Linked DNA regions of Ovis aries: region 2 is linked to region 1. A link is a contact called in public Hi-C data. All regions are on one chromosome and are shown on one strand. Each heading gives the region's core, a stretch centred on a gene start, on an enhancer-like site or on the middle of the called end of the contact. The rest is flanking DNA. Distances are from core to core; before and after follow the strand shown. Region 1 has its middle 62 kb from the start of FRMD6. Region 2 overlaps FRMD6 (FERM domain containing 6).

Evidence for each region. Hi-C and Micro-C count contacts between places; a contact is called where the count stands out from the background.
Region 2: a Hi-C map of liver shows a contact between it and region 1, with 2.9 times the contacts expected there. The contact joins two enhancer-like sites. A contact is called at or near these places in 2 of 16 Hi-C or Micro-C datasets (liver and mixed tissues).

Annotation. Positions count from the first base shown.
Region 1 is chr7:42,478,513-42,481,697 of ARS-UI_Ramb_v3.0, reverse strand. No RefSeq gene overlaps it. Among named protein-coding and RNA genes, the nearest start is that of FRMD6, 62 kb to the left of the region's middle. Within about 2 kb of position 1,542, at least 3 of the 54 cell types and tissues checked have an H3K27ac peak or open chromatin away from gene starts, as enhancers often do. A contact at or near this core is called in liver, where this site is marked.
Region 2 is chr7:42,579,995-42,583,179 of ARS-UI_Ramb_v3.0, reverse strand. The region is part of intron 2 of FRMD6 (FERM domain containing 6); the gene reads right to left. Among named protein-coding and RNA genes, the nearest start is that of FRMD6, 39 kb to the right of the region's middle. Within about 2 kb of position 1,734, at least 9 of the 54 cell types and tissues checked have an H3K27ac peak or open chromatin away from gene starts, as enhancers often do. A contact at or near this core is called in liver, where this site is marked.

The DNA.
Region 1 (3,185 bases), core at 293-2,792:
AGTCCTTGATTCTATAGTTCAATAGGTGCCCTGACCAGGCTCAATGATCTGTATATCCAAGGCCGTGTTATTTTTACATCTCTTTTGTCAATAAAAAACTGTTTTTTGAGATGCTTAAGAATAAGCCCTGTGTTTGGAAATCATGAAGTTAACAATTAACATGAGCCCTGGATGTCTTTGAGTTCCAGGTCTTAGTTCTCATGTTTCATGCTGGGAAAGGTCATTCAACTCATCATTTGCAAAGGTCTAAGCAGGAGAATGACCTCATGACTGATGAAATTATTTCCAGCTCATCATGAATTCCTCTACCTTTCTGTCTGCAAAAGGAAAAGGGAATTTTTCTGAGTTACATTCAAATTAATCACACTTAAAAGCTCTTCAGGAAGGGGAAAAAAAAGCAAACATAAATCACGGGTTTCCTTTTAACAGCCTTGGGATCCACACCTGAGGCACCATCTCTGTGTATGTGGTCAAGCTGGAAAGGAAGCTGGGTTTTAGCCTCTAAACCCAAACCTTTACCAAAGGCAGCATTTCTGCTACTCTCTTTTCAATACTGCATCAGTAAAAACTGGATCAATTTGAATAACAGTGCCATTACTCAATTTCAATCCTTTTTGCTAATTTCTTGTCTACTTTTGATTCTCTAAATTAAGATTGTTGCTGTTGTTGCTCTTATTTAGAACTATTATAAAATTAAACAAGCAAATCTTATTTTGCTGATAGTCTCCAGACCTGGAAGGGGAGCACTGTAGTACAAATCTTATTCAGATCACACAGCTTAAAAGCACCCTCACAAAGAGGGTGTGTTCAAGAGGCATTTCCTTTCCACATAAGCAATCTCACCAAGAACTCTAACCTGACACCTAAAGACCATTCTACTTGCATATGACCACTATTTTTCAGTTAGATGACACTGAAGAAAAATTAATCTATCCTCAGGGTCCCCATTACCCCAAACTCCTCTTAAATGTATCTATAATTTGGGAAATGTAGGTAAGGGGAAAAGTAGCTAACAGAGTCTATCACTGACTTCAGGTGAAATTCAAGGTCTTGTTTGTATCATAGCTATATTTCTAAACTCCTAAATCTATGATGTTTCAGCTAAGGACCATGAACGATAAACCCAAGTTCACTTTTCACTACAGCCTTGGTTAATGAAAGAGAAGCTATAACTTCAGGCATTAGTCATCTCAAAGAACTTTACAATGTGTGATGGTTTCTCTGACTTTGATGTAAATGAAAATATTCCACACCTTTCACTTTTTGTACCACGTGGTATTACTGGTGACCTTTTCACAGCCCTTTGAAAAGAGACAGAATGACTTGGAAACTTATCAATTTGAATGTTTCCTAGGAAACAACTTCTATCAGAGCCCCTGACATACCAAAATTGCTCAATATTATGTGAAACAGGGAGTCTGTTTTGGAATAATTTCTAGCTGGAGTGACCATTTTCCTATTTGTAAACTCTGAAGAGCTCTTATCAGGGGCCATGGTTTAACCATTAATAAGAAAAACACAGGCTCCTTTAATTCTATGATTCCCTTGTTGAACTTGGTCAATCATAGGTATAATGGCTCAGTGCCCACTGAGTCATTCCAACACTCTTCGGCTAGACATTGAAAACAATAACTTCAATTGTCTCCAGAAAAAGACATTTTATATATATGTACATATATATATCTCCTCTTAATCACATGAGCTATCTTCTGTACACACAACATACTCTGTACATGAATAGCAATGGCCTTACAAGCATAATAAAAGTTCTTTTAATCTCTTCTCTCTTTAGTGGTTCCTATTTCACAGCCACACCACAGAGCCTTTGTGTTCTGAGTTCACAGGAAGCATCCCAAGCATTCTTGCAAGTCCTGTGGCTTGGCTCAAGCAGTTGGGAATAAAAGGTCCCTTGAATACAAATGGCAATGTTGCATTCTAGCAGCTGCCACCCAAGGGAAGCAAGCACCATGCAGTTCATGTTTTGTACTGCTGCTTTCTGTCCAGAGAAAAAGATGAGAGAAATATTCTTCCTGGAGAGTCCCTTTGGTTTGATTTACTGGGGTGGGCGGGGGGTGGGTATGGGGTGGGCGGGGGGTGGGTATGGGGTGGGGATATGTTCTTTAGATGATTCCCTGTGGTATGTAAAAAGTCTGACTTTAACTACTAGGAATACATGAACTTCTACACAAGGTTATGTCTGAATTTTAAAAAAGAAGGAATTGAAGGAACTGTTTCACTTTGCATGAAGCTACCACTATTCATCTTTCCAGACAACTGTACTGTGTATTGTTAACAGCAGTGGGTTAGATCCTCTGCCATTAATTGGAAGCCGAGAAAGAACACTTTGGGAAAGGTCAGCAAGGCTTAACTGGAGCTGGAGGAAGTGAGTGACTATATTTATAGTCCTGGGATGGAGCATATTTCAGTTTTCCACACAAAGAGGGCTTTCTTTCTGCTTTTAACATGTTACTAAGTTGAGGTGGATAAGTTCTAAAGACTCAAAGGGATTTGTTGCCAAACTGTAAATCCAACTTACTTGAATTTCATTACTGTATCTCTCATTCCACAGGAAGAGCCCATGGCACAGTGTCTTTGGACTAGCATAATCACATGGAGGACAAAGAGTCTACAGAATTTTATGGGATGAAAGAATGGATGCTCTACTTCATTTTTTCTTTCTTCTTGAACTTTATGCATTTAAGATTGTCACACTTACTCAGGAAGTTAAGTGCCTGTGGATGTGCTAGTGATGTAGACACAAAGCTTTTCACCTCTGGGTATTGGGTGTAGACCTAGACTGAGTCAGTGGTGATCAAAAGTAGATTAATGAGTAGCATGTTTCTCATGAAAATAATCTCTCCCTATTGATAGTTACTATTCTACACATCATCATATTGTCAAGAAATCCCACAAGAGAAAGGAAACTTAGAGACAATGTAGTCTAACTTCCTCATTTTACAAACATCAAAAATAAGACTGAAAAAAGATAAACAACTAGCCTAAGGTCATAAGAGCTAGTAATGTCAAACCTGGGAATAAAGTCAAGGTTTCCAGACTCATATTCCAGTGTTTGGTCTCTTTATAAGTCCATGACACTTTATTGAATGTTATGGATTTTTCTCCCAAATGCATGAGATGTCTTTTTGCCACATAGTTACTTAATTGAAAAATGAAGTAAATGGTGG
Region 2 (3,185 bases), core at 485-2,984, 100 kb before region 1:
GGACTGTGAAGAAAGCTGAGCGCCGAAGAATTAATGCTTTTGAACTGTGGTGTTGGAGAAGACTCTTGAGAGTCCCTTGAACTGCAAGGAGATCCAACCAGTCCATCCTAAAGGAGATCAGTCCTGGGTGTTCACTGGAAGGACTGATGCTAAAGCTGAAACTCTTAATACTTTGGCCACCTCATGCGAAGAGTTGACTCATTGGAAAAGACCTTGATGCTGGGAGGGATTAGGGGCAGAAGGAGAAGGGGATGACAGAGGATGAGATGGCTTGATGGCATCACCGACTTGATGGACATGAGTTTGAGTGGACTCTGGGAGTTGGTGATAGACAGAGGAGCCTAGTGTGCTGCAATTCATGGGGTCACAAAGAGTCGGACATGACTGAGTGACTGAATTGAACTGAACTGATGCATGTAAATCATAATAAATAAAAAATAGTAGAAATAAAATAATAAATAAAAATTTATTTTTTATAATAAAATAAATAAATTTAAAAGTATCTCAACTTTTTTTTAAGTGGGGTTTGAAATGTGGATATACTAGACCTTTTCAGGCTCTGCAAGGCCAGAAGGTACTGTGTTTCCCTGCTTTAATCAAAAATGACAGAACAAGCTCAAAATGTCCTTGCAGCTCCCTGAGCCTCGGAAGAGAGAACTGCCCAGAATGTCTAAAAACTGTTCAGGTCATGCAGGGTGGGGAAAGGCTGGGTTTCCACAGCCTGTGGATGACTGTCCACTGCGCTTCCTTTCCCCGAAGTGGGAACTTCATTTCCTCAGGAGGCTCCCCCTGGGTCGGCAGGACTGCATCCAGCCGAGTGGCTGCTCCCAGGGCCGTGCTCTCCACTGGAGAGTACCTGGCACACACTTCTTGTCTTATCTGGGCTCCTGTTCCTCTGCCCAGTTCATTAGTTTTTTGTAAAACAAGCAGGAAAGCATAACCTTTCGGGTCATGTAAGTGACCCTGCTACTCAGCTGAAGAGCAGGGCTTTGTCCAGTTGCTCCCTGCCCTGCTTCCTGTGGCGGCAGATATTGATTTTTCTCATGACAAAGCAAGTATTCACCCGTTCTGGAAGGCTGAGAATTTTAATCCCCAGTTTCCGGGGAAGCATAGTGATACTGACAACCCCTTTAAGTAAAATATTTTAGAAGGAAAAGCTAAGTAAAGTGACTGCTGTCTGGGCAGAGAAGAGAGAGATGGTGATATTTACATAGACCTGACAGGTATTCAAAATGGGAAAAGTAGGAAGAAGGTTTTAAAAAGCAAGCATCTCAATGGTCCCCCAGGGAAGGAACTCCCTGTAGTCAGGCTCTGGGTACTTTTCCAATGAAAGTCCAACCATCACAAGAAACAGCTCACCGTCCAACCATCTGGCACTGTTGTGACTGACATTTATGTACTGATGACTGAATCACACACTGCTGGTGGGTAGGAGAAAATCCCCCCTTCCTTCAGTTGTGATATTAAATGTGTAATGGCTGTTTATGTGGAAGAAGTTGGTTTAAGCATGTGGTTCAGGGGAAAAATAACAGTAGCCTTCAGGATGAACTGATCTACAGCCATTCGAACTGTGTGAACAAGTCTGTGCAGGCAGACAGGAATGGGGTGAGTTCTCTGTGTGCCCCCACCCTCCACTGACTGCCTCCTTGGTTGTGCAAGGAGCTAGCAGTGTTGCCTCACCCGAGCACACCAACAGTCAATCCAAGACTTCAAATTAAGTTCTCTCCCCACCCTCCCAGGAGCAGCAATTCTGCTGGTCCTCAGAATGCCCTCCTCCTGTGGGTCTCACTGCCACTGAGAGAGATCAAGGGATCTGCACTGAGGAAAGTCTCCTGCAGTGAACATTGGAAATGGGGGGAGCCGATCAGTGTACAGCGACATGAGGCACAGCCTCTGCTAGGACCCAGAAGATGCTTTCTGGACATGGCACAGAGGAGATGCATGGCAGCCTAGGAAAGAGCAGGAACCCTGGGCCTGAGAACCTGGCAACATCCTCATTTTGAGACCGTGACATTTACAGATATAGCTCAAGAGGATGTTCTTTTTTTTTTTTTTTTTAAAGATGGGCGTAGTAGGTACGACAAAAAGGGTAGAAATATCTGAAGATGATTACTTCAAGGTTTCCACTGTGGTGAATGGGTTGAAGATCACCAGCATGTGGTGAGACTGAGCAGGAGGTCAGGCAGTATGCAGACAGAGGCAGCCATGAGCTCCCTGCATTTGGCTCCCATAAAATCCCAGTGTGTTACTCAGGCTCTGAGCTAACAGCCTCAGGAAAAATAAGTTTATGGCATTCAGGGCAACTCATACAAATGCAATGTGGAACGTGTTTTTACCCAGCATTTTTTTTTAAGACAACTTTTCTGTAAGTCAAACCACCTTGAGAAATAACTCCTGTAACCCTGCTAAGTAATTGCCAAAGATTCTTAAGTAGAGCAATTCCCCACCACCAACCTGCCCTTTCCCAGAACAAATTCCTGCGCTTCTTGAAGCCCAATAGAAACTGAAGTGGGGCTTGGCTTTGGTCACGTGGCATTGCAATTCCTCTGAAGGGTACTCTCTTCATCACTGGGTTACAATGAGGAAAAATCAAGAGAGCTGCTAAAAGGTATGGAACCCAAGTATAGGCAAACATGAGAAAGGAGACATAGTCACTGTTTATAGGACATACCACTTCCCAAACAGTTCTAGGCAAGCATTCTTCAGTGACCTCAACGGGCTAAATTTTACAACATTTACTGAAGGCCTACTAAGAGCCAGCCAGTGTGCTCAGCACTGGGTTGACAAAGATTTACGAAAGGTGGTTGAGTGGGCTTTAGGATCACCTAAGTCTGAGCTCTGTCTTCTTACTGCCATCACCATTTGAAGGTTAATTGTGGCTTTTAGAACTGAAACCAGTGGATGGCAAGTCCTACATAAATATGGTATAATGATGTCGATCCTTCTATCTGAAAGGCTTAGATGTAAAAAGTTCCTAAAGACAAGTAATTCGCTTAAAGATTAAAGTTTAACATGGAAGGAAGTAATAAAACCTAGGACTTCAATGGTGGTGGCTGTTATTTGTTTTTAAAAGTGGTCAACAAATATTTACTGAATACATACTGAGTTTCTGGCATGATTTATGGAAGCAAAGGAAGCAGTTAGTCTCTGCAATTAGAGACTTAAAGTCACGTTGGAGGATTTCA